Linked DNA regions of Mus musculus: region 2 is linked to region 1. A link is a contact called in public HiChIP or PLAC-seq data. All regions are on one chromosome and are shown on one strand. Each heading gives the region's core, a stretch centred on a gene start, on an enhancer-like site or on the middle of the called end of the contact. The rest is flanking DNA. Distances are from core to core; before and after follow the strand shown.

The links. HiChIP or PLAC-seq counts read pairs in DNA pulled down with a chosen protein or histone mark.
Region 2: a contact with region 1 is called in an H3K4me3 HiChIP or PLAC-seq map of intestinal villus epithelium, with 5 read pairs. The contact joins two enhancer-like sites. A contact is called at or near these places in 1 of 15 datasets of contacts at CTCF or cohesin (embryonic stem cells), 35 of 484 Hi-C or Micro-C datasets (the AML12 cell line, the Ba/F3 cell line, cerebellum and 14 more), 1 of 115 datasets of contacts at active chromatin or transcription factors (intestinal villus epithelium) and 1 of 9 other capture datasets (embryonic stem cells).

The regions. Positions count from the first base shown.
Region 1 is chr8:117,643,937-117,650,435 of GRCm38.p6, reverse strand. No RefSeq gene overlaps it. Among named protein-coding and RNA genes, the nearest start is that of Sdr42e1, 27 kb to the left of the region's middle. Within about 2 kb of position 4,210, at least 27 of the 459 cell types and tissues checked have an H3K27ac peak or open chromatin away from gene starts, as enhancers often do. A contact at or near this core is called in intestinal villus epithelium, where this site is marked.
Region 2 is chr8:117,768,510-117,775,008 of GRCm38.p6, reverse strand. It overlaps Gm39261 (a long non-coding RNA gene), which reads left to right. Exons shown (of 4, transcript XR_879241.2): 3 at 507-623. Among named protein-coding and RNA genes, the nearest start is that of Gm39261, 4.7 kb to the left of the region's middle. Within about 2 kb of position 2,713, at least 39 of the 459 cell types and tissues checked have an H3K27ac peak or open chromatin away from gene starts, as enhancers often do. A contact at or near this core is called in intestinal villus epithelium, where this site is marked.

The DNA.
Region 1 (6,499 bases), core at 2,961-5,460:
AATTATAATTAGTGTATCTCAAAAGAGAATTATAAAACAAACATACCAAATAAAAATACCTCTAAATATATTATTTAGATATAAAAGGTGAAATTCTACTACTAAACATGGTGGTGCAAACCTTTAATCCCAGCACTCAAGAAGCAGAGGCAGGTGGATCTCCGTGAGTTCAAGGCACAATCATGGGATACTGAAACTTGGTCTTTGTGCCTAGCTGAGGACTGAGGGCTGTACAAATCTGTCATGTACTGAGGTTTAGTTTTATGACTTTGTGTCTGCTTGAAATAGAATTCTGTCTTGGTTAGGTGTTTACTGCTGTGAACAGGCTCCATGACCAAGACAACTCTTATAAAGACAACATTTAATTGGGGCTGGCTTACGTTTTCATAGGTTCAGTCCATTATCATCAAGACGGATGTGTGGCAACATCCAGGCAGGCATGGTGCAGGAGGAACTAAGAGTTCTACATCTTTATCTGGAGGGTGGTAGGAGAAGACTGGCTCCCATGTGGCTAGGATAAAGAGCTTAAAGGCCACGCCCACAGTGACCCACTTCCTCTAACAAGGCCACACCTCCAAATAGTGGGCCAAGCGTATTCAAACCACCACCACAGATTACTTCTCTGATTTACTTAACTCCATGAACGCGTAGGCTAGCTGCTGCGTTTTATATGTCAGTTCTGAGTTCTGTGACCCATCTATCAGTTCTAATAGTCTCTTGGTAGAGTCTTTAGTGGACTTTCATCATTTGGAAACAAGAATAATCCCCCTTCTCCCTTCCTACTCATCCCCGCGGTATCCTTTCTCTTGCCTACTTGCTCCAATAAGATTCTCGCCATGTATTGGTGAGAGTGACAGGAGTGGACACCCTTAGCTTGTTCATGATCTTATAAAAAATACTTCCTTTTCCTCGTTTGTAAGACATAAACTATGACCTTGTCACAGAAGCCTTTACTATATTGACGTGTGATCTTTTTACACCAAATTTGTTCAAGACTTTTACAATGAAGGGAAGTTGGATTTAATGAAATGTTCTTTTGACATCTCTGGCGAAGATCATGTGGGTTTTTTTTTTCCCTTGACTGTTTATTCTTATGTATTACATTTATTGATTTGAGTGTCTTGAACCTCTTTGTATTCCTGGAATTAAGCCAATACGATTACGGTGTGTGATCTTTCTATTGTGCAGATGAATTTAATCTGCAAATATTTTCTTGAAGACTTTTGCCCCTTGATCATTAGAGGTTTTCTTTTGGTTGTTGCCCTTGTCCAGGTTTGGTGGGCATCGTGTTGTCTTATTTTCTGTATGTTTTACATTTCCACATTAGGGTTTATGTGTCTGTTGGAATGACTCCATCTTCCCCTGTGTGTAAAGACTTTCTCAATAAGCAGCTTTTTCCTTGTGGTGTGAAGTGTGGTGTCGATTCCTGTGTCATAATGATAAGTATGTTCCCAGCTGAGCCCTGTAGGGGATCCTTCTCTGTAGCCCCTTTAGCTGGATTTGAGGACCATGTACATCAAATCCACGACAAAGACCCACTGTCTGCAGGTCTTAACAATCATTCAAAGTGGTGTGGCATAGACAACAGAGCATAAGGTTTGTGTTCTATGTAGTTGTCAAATAGTGGGAGTGTAGCCTCTATCAGCTGACAGAAGCTTCCTCCGACATCCTGGCAATTAGCTGTGATTTTGAGGCTGGCCATGGTGGTAGACTAAAGCCTTTGTCCTCTAATTAGACTTCAGTCCACATCCAAAAGTTCTATTGGGCAAGTAAACACAGCTCCCTCCTGCAGGACTCATGACCAGGCTTGTCGGCAATGAACACCTTGACAGGCAGTGTGTGCCTGTGCAGGTGACTGACGGGCAGTATCAGGAGACCTGTATTTCTCCTCTCTGCTGCTCCTGTGAGAGTAACCAGACAGGAGTGAGACCTCAAAGCTTTCGTCAATGTGCCTGTCTGGAGACCTGCCCAACAGGGAGTTTTTGTCCCTTATTCTTTGGTTGATTGGTTGGTTGGCTTTAAGACAAGGTCTCACATAGCCCAGGCTGGCCTCAAGCTGGCTTAGGCAGCTGAGGGTGTCCTTGAACTCCCAATCCTACTGCCTCTACCTCCCAAGTGCTGGATCACAGGAGAGCACCACTATACCCTGACCCCTAACCTTTCTCTTTTTTCTCCTTCATTTTTTTAATCTTTTTATTTTTGAGATTATAATACAAGTACATTTCTCCCTTCCCTTCCTTCAAACCCTCCCATGCAACCCCTCCCCACTCTCCTTTAAATCTATGGCCTCTCTTTTATTGTTATTACATCCATATACATATTTATTCTGAACTATGACCTGCTTAGACTGTGCACTGTTATTTGTCTGTTTTCAGGATTGAGTATTTGGCACTGGGCAACCAATCGGCGTGCTCTTCCGCGGGGAAAGTCATGTCTCTCACTCCTAATTTCCTTCAGGTGCCTGTAGCTCTTCATGTACGACTGAGGCCTCTTGGGCTCTCTCCTGTCCCCTTGGGCTTGTCCGTTGGCATAGACCTTGTTCGGCATGCATTTAGACGGTCATGTTGGTGAGACTTTGGGTGTAGCTTCTAATATCACCAGGGGACACAATATCACAGCATATCCCCTGATCCTCTGACTCTGAGTCTTTCTGGGCTTCCCATCCTGATGTTCCGTGAACCTTAGGTGTGGGAGTGTTTTCAAAGATGTGTCCGTTGTGACTGGACTCCACAGTTCTGCATTTCATTTGGTTGTGGTTTTCTGTAGTGTGTATAGCTGGTTGGGGATTTGGGGGAGCGGGGGTGAAGAGCTGGGTATAGCCAGAGTTCCAGTGGATCCCCAGATCTCCCCCAGGGAAGGGATAAGGAGACAAAGGAACCCAAAATTTTGTTCTAGGAAAAGACATGGGTATCAAACAATCTGTTTCCTGCTGTCCTCAGCCCTGGCATGCCTCCAGAGCCACACAGGGCGTTTCATATACCTGGTCTCAGAAGGCTGATTCTCGGTAGCAGCACCCTCCAATTCCTTCCCATGAAGCAGTCTGCACCTCTCAGGTGTTTATGTCCCGGTCACCCCACCTGCCAAGGCAGTACTGCGAAATATCCATGAGTCTAAAACTGAGAAGGTATGGAACATCGTGGCTCAGGAGCAGCACAAATTCAGCCCATAGGACCCACCTCCAGATAGCCCCTGGCTATGGCACCTTAAGGGTTTGTGGAAGATGCAGAGAGACAGACATTCCAGGTCGTTCACCTGTTTAGGATGTGTGTCTGTCTGTAAGGCTCTGGCTTCACCTGAGCAACTTTCTGGAACTCTGTGTCCGCCCCCCCCCCAACCCCACTACTGGAATTTTAGCGCAAAGGTACAAGCTCGGGGGTGGGGGTGGGGTCCTGTGGACTGGGCTCAGCCATCTGTCCATCCCAATATGTCCCAACTAATGAAGGAACAGAACAGGGAAGTTTAACCAATGTGGCCACGTTGAGTAGAACAACTGAGAATGGGGTCCAGTGACACCCCCCTCCCGGCCCCCCAAGCCTATCTTCGGGGAACTGACCTGAACTTTCCGTTTAAATAGTAGACAAACTAGGGCGGGGTGCAAGAGCTGTGCGTGACAAAGCACTGCAGATTGAGGTGTGAGCTGGCTTGCTCTGTACCTCAGTTCTGCCTCTGCAAGGTTGTTGAACGGGTTATCACTGTCCTCTTTGGATGGAGCAAGCTAAAAAACACAAGCTTCTAGGCCCTGCTCCAGGGCACACCTCCCCACCAGCGATATCTGCCCTCTTTTAGAGGGTAGCCTGACATGTGGCTGTTGTTCCTGTAATCCGGGGTGACTTCTGGCTCAGGACTGGAGACCTTAGATGCCTCTGAAACCCTTCCCTGCCCCTCCCCGGGCCCCACCTCTGTGTGTCTAGGTACCTTTGGCCTTGAAGAGAGATAAGATGAGATAGCTCCTACCAGTTGTCTTGTAAACACCACCACCCAGCCAGTAAGTAACCTGTCTTGCACTCAGAGTTAAAAACAGCAATGGTGGGATATAAAATGAAGGCAGAGGTACCGGCCTTTCAACCTGCTGTGACATATATTGCGTGCCCAAATGAGAGAATGTTTTTTAACAGTATAAATTCAGGGCCTAGAGAGATGGCTCAGTGGATAGGAGCACTGTCAGCTCTTACAGAGAAGCCAAGTTTGGTCCCCAACACCAAGGCAACTCACAGCAGTTCTGGGGATCTATTGCCCTCTTCTGGCCTCTATAGGCACTGCATGCATGTGGCATTCCTACATACATGCACACAAAACACTCATACACATATAAAAATTAAAATTGGTATAACTATAAACCAGCTTTGAGGGGAGAAGACCTATTTTGTATATTTATAGTAGAATGCACTAAGAAACCCTAAATTCTGGATTGCAATAGTATTCAGCCATCACTGTGTGTAGAATTTCCCTTGCTAAAGAAAGTGTTACCTTTGTCAGTGATTCTCTGAGGTTGCCAGCAACTAGACCGACTGGCTGGTTGGAGAGTGGGTCTTCTGATGTGGGGCAGTCTAAAAGGATGTACTTCATGAAACACAGATAAATACGAGGAAAGACACAGGGTGAAACCCAGGCGCCCAGTTTCTGACTGTATCTATAACAAACAAAGAATAACAGCCATCTATCAGACTGTGACCATTTGGGCAAATTCCTCCCATAAGCAGCCATTTTGCAGAAGAATAAATATTGATACAGATTGTGTCACACAATGCTACATTGATAAAACTCCCAGTATCAACACTGAGGTCATAGCAAGATTGCTCATAGGTGCTATATATAGTTCAGCCAGCAACCCAGAGAGCATTTCCATGTTTTTTTTTTTTAAGACATTTTCAATGCATTCGAGTGGACGTTTGTGTTTTAGTAAAGTAGGCACTCCTAACTCCCAAAGCACTATTTGTTTTCGTTTCTTAATGGTAAATATTTTGTTTTTCCGTTTCCTCGGAGCTGAGCATGTAATTTGAATGTCGGTCTCTAGGTAGCTCTTCCTTCCAATGGCTGTCCCTGGAAAAATCAACGTGACAGCTCTAAGCAACACACTGTCTTTCCCATTGTGCTGATGGCTCTCGTTATTCTGCTAATTTAGGAAGTGCAGTTTTGTTGAGGGCCAGCCCTGGTAAGGATGGAGATCACGCCTCGCAGAAGTCCTGTTCCCGGCAGGTCTCTGAGGGCTCCACGGTGTGAGTGTTTTGCTTTGTGATTTAATACATGCTCCACTTTGGAGCAGGTTCCATGTGCTACTTAAAAGAATCCCCACTCTGCGGCTGCTGGATAGAGTGTTCTATGCATTTCGGTTGAGTGCTTTGACCTATAGAATAATTTATGCTTCTTTGTTGCTCTTTTGAAAGGGTTTGAATAGTGAATCCATTAGTAAGGATAGGATGTAAATGCCCAAGTATCATTTACGGGAGCTTGTCTGTAGGTCTACCTGTGTTTATACATACATACATACATACATACATACATACATACATACTACATACATATAATCTTAGATCTTAGGCTGGAGTGTTGGCTCAGCCATTGAGAACACATTATCCTTCTTGCAGAGGACTGAAATTCAGTGTACAGCATCCACATTGGGCCACTCACAAGCACCTGTAACTCCAGCTTAGGGGACCCAACGCCCTCTTCTGGCCTCTGGGGACACTGCACACACATACACACATACAGACACACTCATACAGAGACACAGAGACCGACAGACAGACAGACACACACACACACTTTAAAATCAAATCATTTTAACATTGAGTTATCCATAGTCTTGTAATGCTATCCTGTTGGTTTGCTCTCTTGACCACAACTCAGTGACCATCTTTTCCTGTCTCACTGTCTGTCTGAAAGTCTGCTCTGTCAGTTGTGAGCACAACTACTCAACTACAATTGATTTTGATTTTGAATTCTTTTTTTTTTTTGTCCTCTCAGCACAGTGTTGGGTCATAACCCTTTCAGCCAGTCTGTGCATACATATTGTAAATGAGCAACTGGGACCATTTACACTCAAGTTATTGGTGGAAAATAGGGACTTATTCCTGTGATTTTTAAAAAATTACCTCATTTGAGATACTCTTTTATTTTGATTGGTTGTTTGTTTGGTTGGTTGGTTGGTTTGCTCTTTTTTGTTATTTATTTTTCATTAGATATTTTCTTTATATACATTTCAAATGCTATCTCGAAAGTTCCCTATATCCTCCCTCCACCCTGCTCCCCTACCCACCCACTCCCCCTGCTTGGCCCTGGCATTTCCCTGTACTGAGGCATATAAAGTTTGCAATACCAAGGGGCCTCTCTTCCCAATGATGGCCAACTAGGCCATCTTCTGCTACATATGCAGCTAGAGATATGAGCTCTGGGGGTACTGGTTAGTTCATTGTTGTTCCACCTATAGGGTTGCAGACCCCTTTAGCTCCTTGGGTACTTTCCCTAGCATCTCCATTGGGGGCCCTGTGTTCCATCCAAT
Region 2 (6,499 bases), core at 1,464-3,963, 130 kb before region 1:
AACCTCAAGAAGAACTCTGACCTCCTGACATGATTTTCAAGCCTTTCACCTGTTTCATGCAAGCCTCTCCTCTCTTCCTCCTCACATTCCATGGTCCACTCTGCAGTTTCAGCCCCATGATGCACCAAGCTAAGTTGTCTGAGGCTTCATGTAAGTGGCTCTCCTCTCTTTCCCCACTTTTCCTTGTTTTAGTCTTCATCTAGCTGCTACCTGCCCAAACCCCACATCACCCTGTATAACATTTCATCTTTGGGGACCTGACTCCTTTCATTCAAGGTTGCCTCTGTGTAATTCCTGTGTGTTCTGCGTTGCAATCCTGCCGTTGATTCCTTTGCCTTGTTGTAGAGTATTCCTTGCTCTGTACATGGGGCATTTGAATTGTTAGAGTGGAATCACGCTCCTGTCACTGTGACTATCGTAGAATATCTTAGGCACCCATATGTGTGCATTTTTCTTGAGCATACACCTAAAAGTAGAATTAATGCTTAAAACGTGGTCCTTTTTAGCTCTGGGAGACACTTCGGATAGTTTCTCATTGGTGCCCCCGTATACCGGAAACCCAGTCAGCAGCTCCTCGGAATGTGACTTCTTCTTACGGCAATGTCTCTGGAGAGATCACTAAGGTTAATAGTGTGTGTACAACCCCCGCATGAATGGTGTCGTTACTTGAAATGAGGACATCTGAACACAGAGGGAGGGCCAGATGAGACAGAGGTAGAAAATAGCCACCTAAAAGTTTGTACCCTTCATTGGTAAGATGGGCTAAGGAGGTGGCACATTTGCCTAGCCATGTAAGGCCGGGGATCCAGCCGCCAGAACTGGAAAAAGCAAACAGGAGGGCCAGCGGGATGGCTCAGTGGATAAAGGTACCTGACCACCCGAGTGTGGTCCCATGGAAAGAGAGAACCTGAAAGCTATCCTCTGACCTCTATACATGTTCCACGGCCCACACATGCCCTTGCACGCACACGCACGCGCGCGCACACATACACACACACACACACACAGAGCATATTTAATATTTTTTAACTGAACAAGTAAGATCATGGAGGAAAACACCTCACCCCCCCTTGATTCCTTCGCCTTGGTCTTCCAGCCTCCAAACTGAAGCAGATATATTTCTGCTCTTGCATCCATCCAGCCTGTGGTGCTCCGCAGACACGTGGAAATCCTAGCACACCACCATCAAGGTCTGATCATCCAGGTTGCCCTGTGCCCTCCAATGATGTTTGGATCAGCGGCCTCGTTTACTTTAGGCATAGTGGTTTCAGGAAATGAAAATTCCTGGAGATCTGCACTGCCCTGACGGGTAGGGCTATTCTTCATGGGTCTATTATTGTGACCAGCATGTTACAGTCAGCTCACCTGAGCCCTTTAGCATGCTGCACTATTCAGCCTTCATCTTTAAAGGACACAATACTAAAGGGCCTAAGAGAGGGCTCTTCAGTTGAGTGCTTGCTGTTATTGCTGAAGACCAGAGTTCAATTCCCAATACCATCATCGGGTGACTCACAACTGCCTGAAACCCTAGCTCCAGGGGATCCAACACACTCTTCTGGTGCACTCTTCTGGTGTACATGCACGCACACACGCACGCACATGTACACACACACACACACACACACACACACACACACGCATACACCCACAGGTTCAATGTTAGGCAACCAAGTCCCCATTTTCCTGCTTTATAACCCAGCTCCTCCCCCACACTCAGTCTCTCTTTGCTAAGTCAGAGAAGAGCCTGAAATCCAGTCTAAACTCCTCACCAAGGCAGGCATCCTCAGAACTGTACCCTAAGTGGGCCCCCTTTTACTAATTTCTAATAGGAACTGCAGAGGCCTGAGGCTGCATTGGAACGTGGGGAGGACAGGGAAGAACTCCGGATTTGACTGGATTTGGAATCCCTGAGACAGACAGAATCTCAGAGACCTAGATCTCTACAAGTGTCTCTTCGTAGCAAAGAAAGGAATGACCTGGCATTCTAGGATGCCCATCACATGATGCTCGGTGAACTACTGTGAACCCAGCCTCCATCCCATAAGTCCCAGCCCTCCCTCAGCTTTGGCCACACCCACCCTCACTTTCTCATGGCAGGTCTGCAAGAAGTCTACACTCTGGTATTTCAAAGCCAATGCTTGTGATCCTGACCTTGCTGTGCCTCGCCCCAGCCAAGAACACTGGCTCCTCCTTGTGGTCTAGCACCTGCAGACTCACACATCCTAGTGGGGCTGAATGGAGCCTCACTTCCTCAGATTCTGGCTGTAGCCACTTCTATAGTATGTCTAGGCATAGAGGATGTCTGAGTCAGAGCCTCCCTGGCATCCTGAAAGGTCACAGTCATTTGTGGAGACCTGTTAGCTCTCTTACAGGTCCTGGCCGGTGCAAGGGTTTCCTGTTCATTTCTGAAGCACCAGTGGTGGCCGGGTTGGTGGGTGGACTATATACTAGAGGTCTGGTCCTCTTTGCCATCTTCTTGCTGGTTTGAAACAGCTAACATGAGGAACCACTGGTTACTGGGCTCATAAAGTTCCTGTTCTCAGTTCACCCAAGGTAAATTATCAAGAAAAACTTGTTGGGAAATGCAGCAATAGCTCAGCAGTTAAGAGCAGGTATTGGTTTTGCAGAAGACCCACCCATTTGGTGCCTGGCTGCTCACCACAGCTTGCGCTCAAGATCCAAGGGAATCTCATGCCCTCTTGTGGCCACTGTGGGTATCTACACTCACATACTTCTGCATACCTACACAATTTAAAATAAAGCTACTCTTAGGCAGAGCAAAAGAGAGGAAGAGACAGACAGAAACTTGTTGCTCTGAGTGTGATGGTTCACACTGAAATTCCAGCAGTCCAGATGCTGAGGTAGGAAGATAGCAAGGTTCGAGGCCAGCCTGGGCTACATAGCAAGACTCTGTCTCAAGACGATCACTGTGTGGTTGAAGGAGCTGACGGTGCTGTGGGGAATCAAAACTTGGTTCCTTCCTGTTTCGGGGACAAACGGGCTAGATCCTGACTTTGGTGTGTGTTCCTTGGTCAGACAGAAATGAAGGAGCAGCCAGGAGCTTCGGAACAAAACACATTTACATTCTTATCAGGTTGTGTGAGATATAAAATACACGAGCCCAATAAAGAAATTATGAAACAATGTCTCCAGCCTCAGGGCTGACTGCCTGGCTCTGGAATACCAGCTCCAACTACGTTAGTCATCTTCTCCAGGACTATAACAAATACCTGAGACAAACTTGGGTTCACAGTTAGTGCGCTTCTTATCAATAAGCAGTTGGCCTTATTACTTTGGGCCCGAGATAAGCAACACATGGTGGGGTGTCTATCAGGGAAAAACCAGCAGTGACTGGGAAGAAAGAGAGAGGGGTGGGAATGTGCCTCCTACAGGACACACACACACACACCTTAAAGGCATATCTTGTTGGCCTGAGACTTACCATACCACTAGGGCAAACTTATTTTTATAATATAATATTTTTCAGCTCACTGAGAAGGTCATACAATACATGCAATATATTTCAGTCCTATTCACACACCACTCCCCCTACTAACTCCTCCCAGAACTGTCTCCCTTCTGACTTTATGTCCTGTTATTTTTCTAAGCTACCCAGTGCAGTTTGTGCTGCCCGCATCTGCAGAAGTGGTAGGCGACCGGCCCACAGAAGCATGGCCACACCCTTAAAGAAAACAGGCCCTGCCTAGCTCTGTAGCCATGAACTGTCAAGAACTCTTCAGCGAGGGGTGAGAGTTCATGAACCCCTCCCACTGCTGTGCTACAATGTTGCCTGGCTTGATTTTGTGCCGGTCTTGAGCAGTCAACCTTGGCTCCTGAGAGTCCACAAATGTAGAGGTCCTATCCCGGAGACATTGTCTCTCTCAGCTCCTTCCTGACTTCTGACTCTTACACTCTCTCCCTATCCTTTTCCCAGGTCTTCCCTGAACCCTGGAGGGATGATATGTATGCTTCATTTATTAGAGCACACGTCACAGAGTTTCCCTACCCTTCAATAGCACCAAGCTGGCACATATGAGCCTAAGGGGGGGGGGGGGGATAACAAGACCCAAACCATGTAGCAGCTTTCTATAATTGATGTTTATAGGGTGTATCTTTTTTTTAAAAAAATCTCTGTTTCTCCTCTTGACATCCTCCAATTTTCACTGGCTATGTGATTATTAATTCTCTCTTTTTAAGATTTATTTATTTTAATGTATATCAGTATACCATTGCTGTCTTCAGACACACCAGAAGAGGGCATCAGATCCCATGACAGATGGTTGTGAGCCACCATGTAGTTGCTGGGAATTGAACTCAGGACTTCTGGAAGAGCAGGCGGTGCTCTTAACCACTGAGCCATCTCTCCAGCATGTGGTTATTAATTCTTAAGAACCTACAGTTGTCTCCCTTCCCCTGTGGAGTGTCGGTGCCGATCTCCCATAGATAACAAGCACCTTATTCATTCATTTATTTATTTATTTTGCACTCTATGTGTGCACACTCTCCAACGCAGTCCTCATTGTGTCTAAGTGAGCTAGAATACCTCCTGCCATAGGGTTGCTAGGGCTAGAGAAGTTATGCTGTCCCATTAGGCAATGGCAGAAAGGAAATGGCCTACATAGTTAATACAGATGAAACTTTTTCCTGGGTATTTTCAGCCACAGATGGCTGGATCCACAGGTGCAGAGGGCCAACTGTATCTTTCTGTGTCCTGGGTTCTGGGAGTGTCAGCCTGTCTCTTTTGTTTTGGTTCCCCTCCCCACTCCTGCGGCTTCTCACTCGGTGCTGTCAATCCGTGGTCTGACTATGTGAGAGTGTCTCATCTCAGATATTAGATCCCCAGCGACGGAAAGCAAGCGCTGGCCATGAAGAGAAGGGTCGAGACACCACCGCCCTTTCCCTGCACGCACAGTACAATGCTGTGCATTCACAGCCTCGCCCTGACCCTCTCTCTGTCTCCTCACAGTCTTCTTCAGCTCTCCATTCACAGCTGTCCCGAAAGGGGAACGGCATGTCCCTTTTCATCATCTCACCAAGGACAAGAAAGAAAGGCCTGTGATGGGACAGAATTACTGTTCTCTTAGATTATTCAGAACGCTAATGAGCCATCTTCCTCCCAATTTCCTAAGGAAATATGAATGTCGAGTGTAATTTCCAAACAAGAAATCTTGACAATTTGAACACTGGGTAACTGTGAAGAAGAGCATTTCCACGAAGGGCATTGGCGCCCCACAGCCGTTCCTCCCTTCCTGCAGATGGCCTCGCCTCTATTGGAAATGTGTTATATGTGTAGTGCCCAGAGGCCTTCTGGGAAGGAGATTTCCTGACAGCTGCCAGCACACTGTAATGAAACCTAGCGCACAGTGTGTCTGTGCATGGCTTAGGATGAGGGAAGAGCTAGTTCTTCTCCTGGCTTCTAAATTTTCCCATTTCTCTAGGCTATACCTTATCTCTTGACAGTGTGACAGACTGTTTAGTCTCTGTAGTTCATTGACAGCTGGCTTGGCTAAGAAGCCATCTTCATCCTCTTCCCACCACCTTGCACACTTAACAGGGAACTGTCTATACCTGCTGTGCCTAACAGCCCATCATGTGAGGTAGAGAGCTCTGAGCCGGGTCCTCTGAAACCTGGACTTGGAAGGCAAGCGCGCCCACCCATGATGGGTCTGTGGTCACTTCTTTTGGCTTCCTTTCTCTCTCTCTCTCTCTCTCTCTCTCTCTCTCTCTCTCTCTCTCTCTCTCTCTCTCTCTCGTGAGATTCTTCAGTTTCCCCATGGCTCAGCTGGAGGGCTCCTTGAGTGAGTCAGAGAAACTGTGTCATGAGTCAGTCATGGGAGAAGCTACCTGGTGCTCCGACCTATCTCCCTGCTGTTGCCAAGGGCCAGAGGGCAGATTAGTGCCGTCTCCTTCCCAGGTTCCTGTCAATCAGAAGAAGCTTAGAGTTAGAGGGCGAGAGAGGACTTAGGTCCTAGCTCCGCTTGGTGGAAGAATTTGCTCAGTAGCCCCAACCTTAATTGTCATTACAAAAACAATCATCCAGAACTTGGAGATACACACACACACACACACACAGACACACATATATGTTTGTGTGTGTGTGTATACATATATATATATATATGAGAAAGATATTTCAGTATGCTCTGACAATGTCTAAAAAAACCCATGAAAGAACCATGGTTTTTTGCCCATTACAACTTACGAATGGCCTAGTTTCTGTCAAGGGAGCCATTGATTTGGAGAAAACAGAGAGCACAGTTGTTTTTTAACCCAGTGGGTACAAGGGATTTCTAGTAGAAACAGAGAAGACAGCATCAAAGACCACCAGTGATGTTCCCTGTGACCATGACTAATTCTGTAGCCTTTAGCTTAGCACCCAATTTTAGCATTCTTATTTTTAAAAAATTTATTTATTTTGTATATATGACAAGTACACTGTAGTCTGTCTTCAGACACACCAGAAGAGGGCATTGGATCCCATTAGAGATGGTTGTGAGCC